Linked DNA regions of Mus musculus: region 2 is linked to region 1. The links are chromatin contacts, called in public HiChIP or PLAC-seq maps. All regions are on one chromosome and are shown on one strand. The core of a region is the stretch at or near the end of the contact, and the rest is flanking DNA. Distances in the headings are between cores, read along the strand shown.

Evidence for each region. HiChIP or PLAC-seq counts read pairs in DNA pulled down with a chosen protein or histone mark.
Region 2: an H3K27ac HiChIP or PLAC-seq map of double positive thymocytes shows a contact between it and region 1, with 5 read pairs. The contact joins two enhancer-like sites. A contact is called at or near these places in 3 of 115 datasets of contacts at active chromatin or transcription factors (CD8 T cells, the SCID.adh cell line and double positive thymocytes) and 3 of 9 other capture datasets (adipose tissue, liver and pancreatic islet).

Annotation. Positions count from the first base shown.
Region 1 is chr15:97,664,576-97,671,322 of GRCm38.p6, reverse strand. No RefSeq gene overlaps it. Among named protein-coding and RNA genes, the nearest start is that of Rpap3, 38 kb to the left of the region's middle. Within about 2 kb of position 3,727, at least 56 of the 459 cell types and tissues checked have an H3K27ac peak or open chromatin away from gene starts, as enhancers often do. A contact at or near this core is called in double positive thymocytes, where this site is marked.
Region 2 is chr15:97,742,159-97,748,905 of GRCm38.p6, reverse strand. Rapgef3 (Rap guanine nucleotide exchange factor (GEF) 3) reads left to right here. Exons shown (of 28, transcript NM_001177810.1): 24 at 236-323; 25 at 629-693; 26 at 1,629-1,683; 27 at 1,777-1,848; 28 at 3,240-4,136. The coding sequence ends at 3,358. It overlaps Gm33531 (predicted gene, 33531), which reads right to left. Exons shown (of 4, transcript NR_168677.1): 2 at 5,319-5,412; 3 at 4,038-4,126; 4 at 2,437-3,080. Among named protein-coding and RNA genes, the nearest start is that of Gm33531, 4.5 kb to the right of the region's middle. Within about 2 kb of position 3,830, at least 77 of the 459 cell types and tissues checked have an H3K27ac peak or open chromatin away from gene starts, as enhancers often do. A contact at or near this core is called in double positive thymocytes, where this site is marked.

The DNA.
Region 1 (6,747 bases), core at 2,478-4,977:
CTCAAGGGGGTGAGAAAGTTCTAGAAGTTCATATTTGAAGAGTTTCTTGTCTACCCATGGTTTCTCTCCAAGCAGAGCAAAAACCTTTCAGCCACTGACTGGTGAGAAGAGCTCAGTACTTGGTGTTCCGCATCCAGTGGGCTGTATGTCTGTCTGTTCAGGGTAATGCCTAGGATACAAGGGTTGGCGAGATGGCTCTGTGGGTAAAGGTACTTGCAGCCAAGTCTGATGACCTGAGTTCGATACCCAGAACCCATGGAGTGGAAGAAGAGAACTGACTCCCACAGGAGTGCCTCTGAACCTCCACAGTGCAACACACACGCACACCACACACACACACACACACACACACACACACACACACATAAAATAAAAATTAGGAAATAGACCTTTGTCTTCCTGGTCAGGTCCTCATAGTGTATCATCAGATACCGTGGTCTTTGAAGACTGCGGGAGGCTAGTGATGGTTCATTTCAACTTCCAACATGAAATCTAGAGTCATCTGGGAGATGGGCCAGCCTCTGAGCATGCCCCAGGGAGATTATCTTGGTTGCATTATTTGAGCCAGGAAGCTCCACCCACTGTCGGTTGCACCATTCCCAGCCTGGGCTCCTGGACTGCGGACATGGAGAAAGACCCATTGTCTTCTTTCTCAGATGTTTCTTCTGTCAAAGTCTTTTTTTATTAGGAAAGTAACTAGGATCCTGGGGAACTGTCGTGGGCTAGGCTGGATTGAAGACTGTCCAGAGGCCCTGATGATAGGACGTGGGCATCCTGCCATCAGCCAATCCAGGGTTGTGCCATGCAAGGCACACTATGGATGGATGCTAGGGCCTGGGGCGGGCAAGGACAGTAATCCAGGAACTGGCACTTGGCATTTTCCTCACGTGTGTGTATGTGACTGAATGTTGCAGACACTGAGGTGTGAAATGCTTTGTTTGCCATCCCATAATGTACCTTGCCAAAGTGGAATTTGGGATATTTTGAGCACCCTATAATTCTACCATCTGACATTCTTCACCCTCTGTTTGAGGAATAAAAGAACTGTACCGTTAATAAACTTGCTGGCCTGGGTCTTCAGCCCCTCAGCCCTCCTGACCCCAGCTTTTGACTCTTTCCCTTTGTTATCTCTTTATTTTCCATCCTGCCCCTCCCCCTCGGGACTTGCTCAGAGCCACAGTGTGGCTGGTCCAGGTTCCTGGGCATGGAGAAGTTCTCACACATTTTGGTGAGCGAGGCCGCATTCAGGTTGTAGGGTGTGCTGGCTGCTTTTATGTCAGCTCGACACAGCCCAGAGTCATCAGAGAGGAGGGAGCCTCAGCTGAGAAAATGGCTCCATGGGATCCAGCTGTAGGGCATTTTCTCAATTGGTGATCAATGGGAGAGGGCCCAGTCCACTGTAGCTGGGGAAACCCCTGGGCTGAGGGGTCCTGGGTTCTATCAGAAAGCAGGCTGAGCAAGCCATGAGGAGCAAGCCAGTAAGCAGCACCCTCCATGGCCTCTGCATCAGTCCCTGCCTCCAGGTTCCTGCCCTGTGTGAGCTTGTGTCCTGGCTTCCCTTGATGATGGCCAACTATGAGAACGTGTGAGCGGAATAAACTCTTTCCTCCCCTGCTCCCTTTAGAAGCCCTAACTAAGACAAGCTAATACCAGCATAGTGGGGTTTTGCTGCGGCAGACCTGCTTTTGGAAGGACTGTAGAAGTCTCCTTTGGGAGGGGGTTTTATGATCCTGTTCTGGATTTTAGGGTCCGTCTCTGGAGCTGATGGTCTTATCACCTAATTTCTGGGACTTACAGTTTGTTCCTGGAGCTGGTGCCTTACGGCCTTTTTTTTTTTTTTTCAAAATCAGGCCTGGTCTTTAAATGTAGAGGCTTTAAGTGCATGGATTGAATGCTTATATCCACCTCAGATCTGTACATTAAAACCCCAGAGCCTCAGTGTGTAGCATTTGGAGATGGAGCCTCTGGGAGATGGATGATCTGTCACAAGGCTAGATTGATGAGACTAGTGCTCTTAGGACAGGAGAAGAGGAGAGGAGAGGAGAGGAGAGGGGAGGGGAGGGGAGGGGAGGGGAGGGGAGAGGAGGAGAGGGGAGAAGAGGGGAGGGGAGAGGAGGGGAGAGGAGAGGAGAGGAGAGAGGAGAGGAGAGGAGAGGAGAGGAGAGGAGAGGGGAGGAGGGGAGAGGAGGGAAGAGGAGAGGAGAGGAGAGGAGAGGAGGGGAGAGGGGAGGAGGGGAGGGGAGGGGAGAGGAGAGGAGAGGGGAGAGGAGGGGAGGGGAGAGGAGAGAGGAGAGTGGAGGGGAGGAGGGGAGAGGAGAGGAGAGGAGAGGAGGGGAGAGGAGAGGAGGGGAGAGGAGAGGAGGGGAGAGGAGGGGAGAGGGGAGGGGAGGGGAGGGGAGGGGAGGGGAGGGCAGGGGGAGGGGAGGGGAGGGGAGGAGAGGAGAGGAGAGGAGAGGGCTTCCTCTTCCTCTCTTGAGCTTACCCTCTCCCTCTACACTGCGGGAATGCAGCAAGATGGTTGCCTGCAGTCAGAGGGACCTGCATCAGGCATGGGGTCACAGCATCTGGGACCAGAGGAGAGGGACCCTGTAGTCTCCCCTCCCCCAGCCTGAAACCTGCTTGCTCGGGGGTGGAGCTTCCTGCTCAATCTTTCTGCCACGCCCACCGCTGGAACCTGCCGCTTTGCTACTGGACCCCGAGATTATTTGGCGGGAATTGGGCCCCCTTCCCCTGCTTCATAACTGCGTGCAGAACAGTAAAATTGAGCTTTGATCAGAATGCCTGTCTAAGCTGCATTTCTTTCTCTCGCCGCCTAGCCCCTCTTCTCTTCCAGGTTTCCAAAATGCCTTTCCAGGCTAGAACCCAGGTTGTGATCTACTGGCCAGACACAACAGGACCCTCACCAGGCACCAGATTGGAGCATTAGTGACCAATAGGACCTTCACCAGGCACGGGGTCACAGCATCTATGACCAGAGGGACCTTCACCAATCACGGGGCCCATGGTAGTATCAGTGACCAGATGGACCTTCCCCAAGCACCGCGTCTACAGTATCACGATCTTTTCTTTTCAGCCCCCAGAACAGAATGCTTGCTTCTAAGCCGCTTAATTGTTTATTATTTTTAAAGCAAACCTGAGCAAAGGCGAGTGGGGACTAGGAAGAATCTGCTCTCTGTGTGGTTATGAGGTTATGCAGAAAGTGGCTTCCACAGGGCAGTGCTTAGTTAGATATTCACGAAACAAGAGAACAATGAAGGAATCCAAATGCCGTGGAATGGGGTCTCCAGACGGAGAGCCTTTGAACGTGCACAAAGCCCTTGCCTGAACATTAAAGACCTTTTCTCATTGTTAAGGAGTATTAGTTCAATTCTCTTGTATAAGATCATGTTCAGAGAGCCACTCCTCTCAAACGTGTTTTGAACACTGAGTGAGAAAGAACACGATTTGCATTTCTGTTTCTCGGTAGAGCTCTCTTTTGTGGGTCACACCACTTCAAATGGACTTAATCATAACGTGTTATTGCTCCAACCGTGTGTTAGTCACTGGACCCGGAGCTTTGCATATAATGTTTAAACTCAGAAAATAAGAGGAGAACAGGTTGTCCTGGGGGTCATGCAGAGGCTACCACGATTTAGACGTCTATGTTCTTTCTTCTGTTTCACTCGGTGACAAAAGCTGACCTTGAGAACACAAAGACACAACAGCTAGAGTTTCCCAGGCTGGCTGTTGGCGTTCTGTTGGCATTACTGCCACCTGCTGGCCATTCAGAAAATAGCAGCACATTTTGTCCACATTTGTTAGCAACCATGAAAGTGAATTTAATTTCTTAGTAAGATGGACTGCTGAATTTGTAAGTCTTTAGTGTGTTGCATTAGTCAGAATGAATACACACACACACACACATGTGCGCGTGTGTGCGTGTGCATGTGCACGCACATGCATGTATATACATATATGTATATTGGAGTCCTGGAGGATCTGAAGAGCTGCTGGCTTTCAGTCTGTGTTGAGAACCTAAAGAAGTTGGATTGAATGCCAGCAGCAACAAGATAGATGAGCTTGCCCAGGAGAGCAAAGTTTCCTTCTTCTGTGTCCTTTATGCAGGCTGCCACCAGAATTGTAGCTCAGATTCAGGGTGGGCCTTTCTGCTTCAAATAATCTGATTAAGAAAATTCCTCATGGGCTGGAGAGATGGCTCAGCAGTTAAGAGCGCTGACTGCTCTTCCTAAGATCCTGAGTTCAAGTCCCAGCAACCACATGGTGGCTCACAACCATCTGTAATGAGATCTGACTCCCTCTTCTGGAGTGTCTGAAGGCAGCTACAGTGTACTTACATATAAATAAATAAATAAATAAATAAATAAATAAATAAATAAATATTAAAAAAAAAAAAAGAAGAAAATTCCTCACAAGAATGCCGGTAGCCTGGGTTTTGGCTGATTCTAGGTACAGTCAAGTTGACAAACAAGATTAGTATCAGATATAAATAGTAAAAATTAGGATATGACTTTTGAATGTGTTATTCAGAAAAAGGACAAAGTGAGTCCCGGGTAGGGTGGGGTGGGGGTGGACATTGGGGGCTGTGACAGAAACAGCTCGTTCTCTCATTTACACAAGAGGCATCTCACAGAGGCTGCATCCGTGTACATCCATCACGATGGTGGTACAGCTAACATCCGTGCCAGCCATGATGGCGGTACAGCTAAAAAGCCAGCACACAGAGAGGGCTGTGGGACTCACCCTGCCCTTGGGCCATAGGCAGGTCAGACAGAGAAGCTGAGTTCCTGGTGCCTTGCCCAGACAGGCGCACAGCTCGAGGCTCACGACCAGTGTCCAGTCGTGGCTAGGCTGGCACGCTGTCTGCCCACCCCAAAGTAGATGTGTATCAGGTCTTTCCAGAGACTTGGAGGGTGTTTTGAAGAAGCAAACCCCCAATATATTTCAGTACATACCTCCACCCCAACCCCCGGTTTAAAATAAACATCATAGTGGACTTTGAAAAGGAAGAAATATCCTGAAAATACAGGTGGGAAGGAGCCGGTGAAAAGGCTCCTTTTTAACGGCGCTGAAGGTGGTGCGGTTGGACAGTGGCTAAATGTCTCTGGTGACTGTCGGGCTGTTAATATGCTGGAGGGCAGTGATGGCACAAGCCTTTAATCCCAGCACTTGGGAGGCTGAGGCCGAGGAAATTCCACGTCCTTAACAATGGGAGAATCTTGAAAAGACAAAGCCCTGAAAGAGAAAGAAGGCAGGAAGTGGGTCTGACGTGCGCCAACCGAGTTTCGGGTTTTGTTTTGTTTCTTTTTTCTTTTTCGAGGCAGTGCGTACGGGAAATTTTATTTTGCCCTTACGTACACACTCTATCACGTTTCAACCTCAAAACCCCGGATAATAACCCTAACACCTCAGTCCCAAGGCTCAAAGCGGACATGGCCAAGTCAGCTCCACCTGTACAATACATGCGTGGAACCCATGTATTCCACATCGTCTCTCAGAGCGTGATTTGTCACTGCACGTCGAGGCACCAGGAGAAAGCTATCACGAATTAACTTTTCAGCACACTAACTGTTAATCAGAGAATTTGTTACAGGTCAATGAAACTAATTGACAACGACCCAAACTCAGGACTAAGGTTTTCATACTATAGTGATAGACACTGGGATTTAATTACACTCTCCTTTACATGTGCTATTATGAAACCAAAGAGTCTTAATTTCGTTAATTAAATTACACTTCATAGATCTGGTGATGATTTGAGTAAATCCAGAACTGCGCCCTTTAAACAGCTGCACTGTTAGCTTCTGGCCAGGAGGTGGCGCTGTGCTTTTCATTTAAGCCCATCGTGACGTTTCAAGCTGGTTGGTTTACCCCATAAACTCTTAAGTACATAGGTGGTACATTGTGAACTTCATCACACGACTGTCCATTGACATTACCCTACATTAAAACGTTAGAAAAAGTGAGTTATAGTAATGGGGTCATATACATTCATAAAAGGGATCTAATGAACACAACATGGTACTCGATGGTTGGGCACCAAAATAGAAACTTAAAAAGACACCACTGCTTAAAACCACAACGCTCACAAAACCAAAACTGCGTCGAAAGAATTATGTTTTGACTGGATCCAGAGTTCTTGACTGACAGCCTTCCTTTTCAATGCTGGGGGGAAAAATGTCAGCGCCACCCTTTGCACCGCGGTGGCTAATGAGAAAAAGCTCTTGCTGGTCCCCTATGGGTGATCCTAGGAGCTTTCTTGCAATGCACACAATTGGTGTTTCTAGTTTGCTGGCGGCCTTTGTAGCTGTTTGGTATGTGAGAAAAACACTAAGCTCGGGGAATTCACACTGTATTCCTCATATCCCAAGGTCCCCGGACAGTCTGTCTGCTTTTGTTTGTTTGGTTTGTTTTTTTGGTTTTTTGTTGTTGTTGTTGTTTGTTTTGTTTTTTTGAGACAGGGTTTCTCTGAATAGGCCTGGCTGTGTAGACCAGGCTGGCCTTGAACTCAGAAATCTGCCTGCCTCTGCCTCCCAAGTGCTGGGATTAAAGGCGTGTGCCACCACTGCCCAGCTACAGTCTTTCTTCTTTTCTCTACTTTACTAGCAGCTTTTTTCCTCCCACTCATCCTTGTCCCCCTCTTCTTCCTCTTCTTCCTCCTGCTCCTCCTCCTTCTTTTGAGACAGGGTCTCATTATGTAGCCGAGGCTATTCTGGAACTCCTTCTGTAGACCAGGTTGGCCTCCAACTA
Region 2 (6,747 bases), core at 2,581-5,080, 77 kb before region 1:
GGCTGAGAGGTTTTCCTAGAAACCTGGGGCCCTCTGGGATTAATCACCATGAAGATTTCCTGGGGTCACTGGGAACTTAGAAAGCCAGGCCTCAGTGCTGTTTGGTCTACCACAGACCCTGCCTCGGTGAGCCTCCGTATGAGGGGAGGCTGGCTTGGAGTCTCTCGAGTGTGGCCTGGGTCTGTGGTGGGCCATCATATGCAGCCTCCATCAGGGCAGCCTTCTTTCCTCACAGGACCCTTCCTGGAACCACCGAGTGTACCGATTGGCTCTCACCAAGCTCTCCCCTCCTGTCATCCCCTTCATGCCCCTGCTGCTCAAAGGTAGGCCCCTTAACACTCTGTAGCAATGACAGCTGAAGGGCTGACACCCAGGGAGCGCTCAGCTCAATCAGAGGTTGACAAGCTGAAAGAAGTTAGGGCAGGAACACAGCAGGGCTGCGCCGAGGCTGTGGTAGATACCCCAGGAGATACCAGCGAGTTGCCATGGCTCCGAGGCTACTGCAGGCTAAGCGCAGTGTGACTGGGACAGGACCTAGGCTTCCGACGGTTGGCCCCTCAGCTTTCTTGGGATGCAGGAGGGGGAGGTGTTTGGGGACCTATTAGCAAAGAAAGTCCTCCCTTTGCAGACGTGACCTTCATCCATGAGGGGAACCACACACTGGTAGAGAACCTCATCAACTTTGAGAAGATGGTGAGTTCAGGAAAGTGGGCTCCCACCTCCAGTCTGGGTTGGCAGTGTGACAGCTGCCCAGGAAGGGGCAGGGGTGGGTTTCCACTGATAGAACCTGAGTCCAGGCATGCATGCAAGTAACCCCAGTAGTCAGGAGGCAGACTGGAGGATTCTATATTTAAGAACAGCCTGGGCTATAGAGAGACCTTGTTTTTGATTTTGGGGTTTTGTTTGTTTTTTGTTTTTTTGTTTTTGTTTTTTTGGGGGTGTTTGTTTGTTTGTTTGTTTGGTTTTTCCCGGGACAGGGTTTCTCTGTGTAGCCCTAGCTGTCCTGGAATTCACTCTGTAGACCATACTGGCCTCGAACTCAGAAATCCGTCTGCCTCTGCCTCCCAAGTGCTGGGATTCTTGTGTGCGCCCCCCCCCCTTTTTTTTTTTGGTTTGTTTTTTGTTTTAAAGTAGTTCCTGTCTCATTCTACTGCATGTGGGAGGGTCTGCCTTTAGGGCTACTAGATGATAGCCTCAAACATCACACTGTTCTGGGCTGGAGAGATGGCTCAGTGGTTAACAGCACTGACTGCTCTTGCAGAGGTCCTGAGTTCAATGCCCAGCTGGTTAATGGGGTCTGATGTCTTCTTCTGGAGTGTCTGAAGACAGTGACCACGTATATCATACAGATAAATATATATCATACAGATAAATAGATCTTATTTTTAAAAAATCATCACACTGTTCAATAAGAGCCCTTTCTACTCCTATCTCTAAGCCTTCCCCGATCCCTGTCTTCCAGCTGCTGCCCAGCTCCTATTGAGCACGTGGATGTGCCAGGTTGAAGCATTCATAACCCTGTCTTTTATAGACCCCTAGTCCCTATCAGAATGGTTCAAAGGGAGCTCCATATGCAGGGGACACCCTGGGCTGACAGGCCAGGTCTCATGACTTTGTGTTGTCCTCAGCGGATGATGGCCAGAGCGGTGCGGATGCTTCACCACTGCCGAAGTCACAGTACCGGTAAGAGATGCTCTCCTGGGCGACAGCCCCTCAGCATCCCCCAGGGAGGCTCCGTGGGGCCATCTCCCTGACTCTCCCTCTCTCTCTGCCCAGCGCCTCTATCACCACTCAGAAGCCGAGTGTCCCACATCCACGAGGACAGCCAGGGATCAAGGATCTCCACGTGTAAGTGACGGGACAGGGTACTGACAGCTGGCGTAGCTGGACAGAGCCAGACGCTTACGTACGTACATACGCTTACGTACGGACGCTTACGTACGTACAGACGCTTACGTACGGGCACTTTCATACAGTTCGTTGGCGCCTGAATGGGACAGATATCCCCGCTAGCCCAAGCTAAAAGAGAGTGCTGGAGGTGAAGTTCTTGTGATAACTCCATCCTACGTACTTATCTGATGGGAGGTCATGCCGTTATGGAGTAGTCATAGCCGATGGTACCTGGCCTGGGCTTGATATATTCATGCTGATAATACTCTGAACCCGTGGCTCAGTCCAAGGCGGAGAACACAGATGGCGACTTGGTTCTCCGCTGTCCACTGGCTCGCTCTCCGCAGCAGCCACTACGATGAATTTTGAGTTACTCCTATTTTTTATTTTACATTTTGTTTTTTGACTGGTTGATTTTTATTTGAGACGGTCTTGCCTCGTGGCCCAGGCTGAGATTCCAAGCCTGAGCTATTTCCTGTGTTTTCATTAAAAAAAAAAAAATAGCCTTATCTCACACCTGCATGCGTCACGCGTATCACAAGGAACTTTTTTTTCAAGTTTTATTTTTATTGATGTGTGTATACACCTGTGCGTATGTGTGAGGTTGGATGCCAGCCATTTGCATATGAGGACACACCAGGGCCGGTGGGCAGAGAACAGCCTCAGCCTTGGGGGGGGGGGGTCATCCTTGGGCAGCCGCTCTCTCTTCTTTGTGAGACAAGCTCTCACTGGCCAGGAACTTAACAAGTGTCCTGGGCTGTCAGACTGGCCCCAGCGATCTGACTGTTTCAGCATGGGAATTACAGACAAGTTATTAGGACAAGCAGTTCATGCCCTGAGCTATCCCTCCAGCTTTTGTTTGCTTTACTTTTTGGCTTTGCTGGCCTGGAACTCATTATGTAGCCCAGGCTAGCTCCAAACTCCTAAAGATCCCCATGCCTCCACCTCTTGGGTGCTGGAGTCAAGGCACGCACCACCATGCCTGGCCATTTCTTGTTTCTTGAAACAGGGCTTGGAACTCTCCATCCTCCTGCCTCAGCTTCGGAAGCTCCCGGATTATAAACGCGCACCACCATATCCAGTCTGTTTTAGTTCCTTTTGACCCAGAGAAGGGGTACTATGCTGAGATAGATCTTGGTGGGCGGAGGGACCTTCTTTCTTCAGACTTTGCATCCACTGCCCTCCTGACTCTGTGGTGGGAGAGACAGTAGTCTGGGGACTTGGATTGAGAGGATGTGAGGTAGGGGAGGGGAGAGAGCTGAGGCTGCTCCCCGGAGAGAGAGGTAGGCGTGGTGACCTGACCATGGCACCTCTCTCTCTCTTTCTCTGATGGCTCTCCCTTCCTCCAGGTTCTGAGCAGTCCCTGAGCACCCGGAGTCCAGCCAGCACCTGGGCTTATGTCCAGCAGCTGAAGGTCATTGACAACCAGCGGGAACTGTCCCGCCTCTCCCGGGAGCTGGAACCATGAGGAAGGACTGGCTGGAGCAGGCACTCTCTCCGAGGAAGCCAGAGCCTGTGCAACCAAGAGGTCCAGAGGCCAGCCACAGCTGGGCAGGGCTCTCCACAGAGCGGACTCAAGGCCCTGGAGTGGGCAGTGTCGGGGCAGTTGTCCCTGTGATGACTGTCAGCTATGGAGATCTTTGTTCACGGCCAAGGAAAGGGGGGACATTGAGGCCATGCCGTGGGTAGGAGAGCTGGGAGGTACAGGACTCTGGATCAGTAGAGAGCCCTCCCACCGGGCCTTCTGCGCATCTGCACGTCTGTACATCTGCATGTTTGCAAGTCTGTACGACTGTACGTGCAGCTGTACCATCCAGTGGTCGCCAGGCCTCGTGCTTGTTTTCACTGGGGCCAGTGAGCTCACATCTGCACAGTTTGTGTGTGTGTGTGTGTGTGTGTGTGTGTGTGTGAGAGAGCCCTGGGTGGGGCCTTGCCTGGGAGAGGGTGGAGAGTTCTGCTTTTCTCTCCACACATCTGAGATAAACAGCTGGGTGTAGGCAGGGCTGTTGCCTAGAGCGGTGGTCTCAGAGGAGTTGTATTGTTTCCATAAATTAACAAAGATACGTGTGTGTTCTACCGCCTGGGTGTGTGGCTGGGAAAGCTGGTGGAGGAGGTTGCTCCCTGGGTACAGAAAAGCAGACACCCACCATCTATCTCGGGCTGGGCTCCAGGGAGGCTAGCGGTTGCTCAGATGGGCTCCAGTGTTGTCCCAGGCACTTGGGGGACCCTCAGCTCTCTGAAAAAACAAAAGAAAAAAAAAACCATATATATATATATATATATATATATATATATATATATATATATATATATACACACACACACATACACAGAGACGGAGAGAGACACTATGAGAGTCCAGCTGCAGCTAACATCCTCTATTTTCCCCTCCCAGCAGATAGCTCCTGATCCTGTTAGGTGTCAGATGCTGAGCAGGGGCCTCAAGGGGGTGAGAGAAGAGACTAGACAGAAGACTGGGAGGCCTAACCAATTTCTTCACCTTGGCGATGAGTGTCCTGCCCCCCCAACGCCCCCCCCCCCCATCCCACATGGGCTGTGGAGGTTAAGGCCCTCTTTTCCCGGCCTCTTCAGTCCCTGCCTGGACACAGATCCAGGCCTAGAACCTCCACAGAGGACTGCTGCCCTCTCTACTCTCCGTGCTGGGAGCCTGGCAGCTCTAGACGCATCTGATCTGAAAGCTCCCAGCCTCTAGGATGACCCTGTGTAAACTCCAGGCAGCAGGACTCTCAGGTGTCTGAGGAGGTCTGCTCACAGCAGCGGGCCGGAGGCAGCTGGGGCAGCCCTGTTCTTGTCCTACGGGTGCAGTGGCAAGGCTCAGACTTGACACACTCCTCCCCCCCTGGCCTCCACACTGCCAGACACTTCACTCTGACGTCATGTCAGCGGGCTCCCAGGAGAGATCCAAGCTGTTGGCAAGGACTTTACACCTCAGGTCTAATGAACCCAGGTGTACCAATGGTCTTTCTTGGCCTTCGTTTGTCCATCTGTAATATGGGTATGATATCTGGTCGTTAAGTGACAAACAAGACAGCAGGTGTTGCCTTTCCCAGAGTGACTGTCCCAGTCCTGTGTGTGTGGCCCCGGAGGACAAGCTGCATCTCCCAGAGTAGAGTCTGACACAGCTCTCGGGATGGATTGACTGCCAGGGATGACCAAACCAGTTCCCTCGCCCGTGGGCAGGGAGGGAAGATCTGATGGAAGAGACCAAAGCTGAGCAATCATGAAATCAGGCCTAAGCATCCGTGAGTCAGGAAAGAGTCCCTGGAGCATTCTTGTCCTCCCAGCCATTGTCAGTGTGGCAGTGGAGACCATGCCTGTCAGTCTCAGCTCTGCTCCCATCATGGACTCGGGTGAAACCAGCCCAGCGATGAGACAGACGTTGTCCTCTCCTCGCTGGACACACCTACCTTCTGATCAGAAGTCTGGGCTCCTTGTGGGTCTTCCAGCTTAGACAAGCTGCAGCTTCCTAGCCATTCTACCCCAGGCTGGACCTCTTTGAGCCTGATGGGAAAGACAGAAGAACTCTCTGGACAGGCAGGGAGCACAGACTTGGGGAGTGGATGTCCGAGCCAGGTCACCGCTGGAAGACAGGAGGCTCAGAGTACAGAGTCCTCGTGGCAGCAGGCTCCTGGTGTTCAGGCAGAGGGTGGGGAACCTGCTCCTGCTCCCTAGAAGCCCAGGGTGCGTATGGGTGGGTGGTGGTGGAGACCAAGATCACAGGTCTGCTGAGACAAGGGAGAAAGCCCTAGAGCTAGCCTTTGAAAAACCTGTCACCTAAAGAGGTAGAGCATAGGCGTGTGAGTGTGTGTGGACAAGAGCTGAGCAACCATGTATCCAGGCCCAAGTGTGTGTGTGACTGTGCGTGTGTCTCTGCGTTTGTGTGTATATGTGTGTCTGTGCATGCTTGTGTGCCTCTGTGTGTGTGTGTTATGGATATATGTGTGTGTCTGTATGTATGTGTAGGTCTGTGTCTGTGTATGTCTCTGTGTGTGTGTATGTGTGTCTGTGCATCTGTGTGTTTTGTGTATGTGTGTGTGTGTGTGTGTGTGTAGGTCTGTGTCTGTGTATGTCTCTGTGTGTATGTGTGTCTGTGCATCTGTGTGTTTTGTGTATGTGTGTGTGTGTGTGTGTGTGTATGTCTTTGTGTATGTGTGTGTATGTCTCTGTGTTTGTGTGTTTGTGTCTGTGTGTGTCTGTGTGTCTGCATGTGTGTCTAGTGAGGAGAAGCAGAACGGAAGGAAGTTTCATTGCACCGGTCTGTGACCCTCCCCTTTCCCTTATGGTCCCTGTAAGGGTTATAGCCACAGGCTGAGCTGGGCTAGGACTTCGCTAGGGGAGGTTTTCCTCTAGCAGCGCACAATGCCTGGTGAGGGGTAGATAGGTTGGAGCCAGCCCTCTCCTGTCCTCTAAGCCATTCTGCCCACCATAGGAGGATTAGCACAAAAGTGTGACCCAGCTCAGCTGGGAGGGAGCAGGCTGCTTTCACAGGCTTCTTAGCTCTCTGTCCCCAACAGCCCTGAAACAGAGACCACTCTGCTTCCCAGGTGGCAAAAATGAGACATTCTGACGTGGCTGCTATTCATGAGATTTGTCAGGATAATAATCATCTGAGAATTGAATGGTGCCTCTGCTCTCTGTTCAGCGGGCTTTCCCCTCTACCGCCATATTTTTATCTGATGACAGAATAGGAGCTCAGGCTATTTTTACCTTGTTTCACAGTCAGAGGAACCGAGCTACAGAGATTTGCCTAAGGTCACCTAACGGCTTAATGACAGGGTGGCCTGGTGAAGTGACTGCGTAAGTGTCAGCCATGTCCCTGGCAGGCCCAGTGCCACC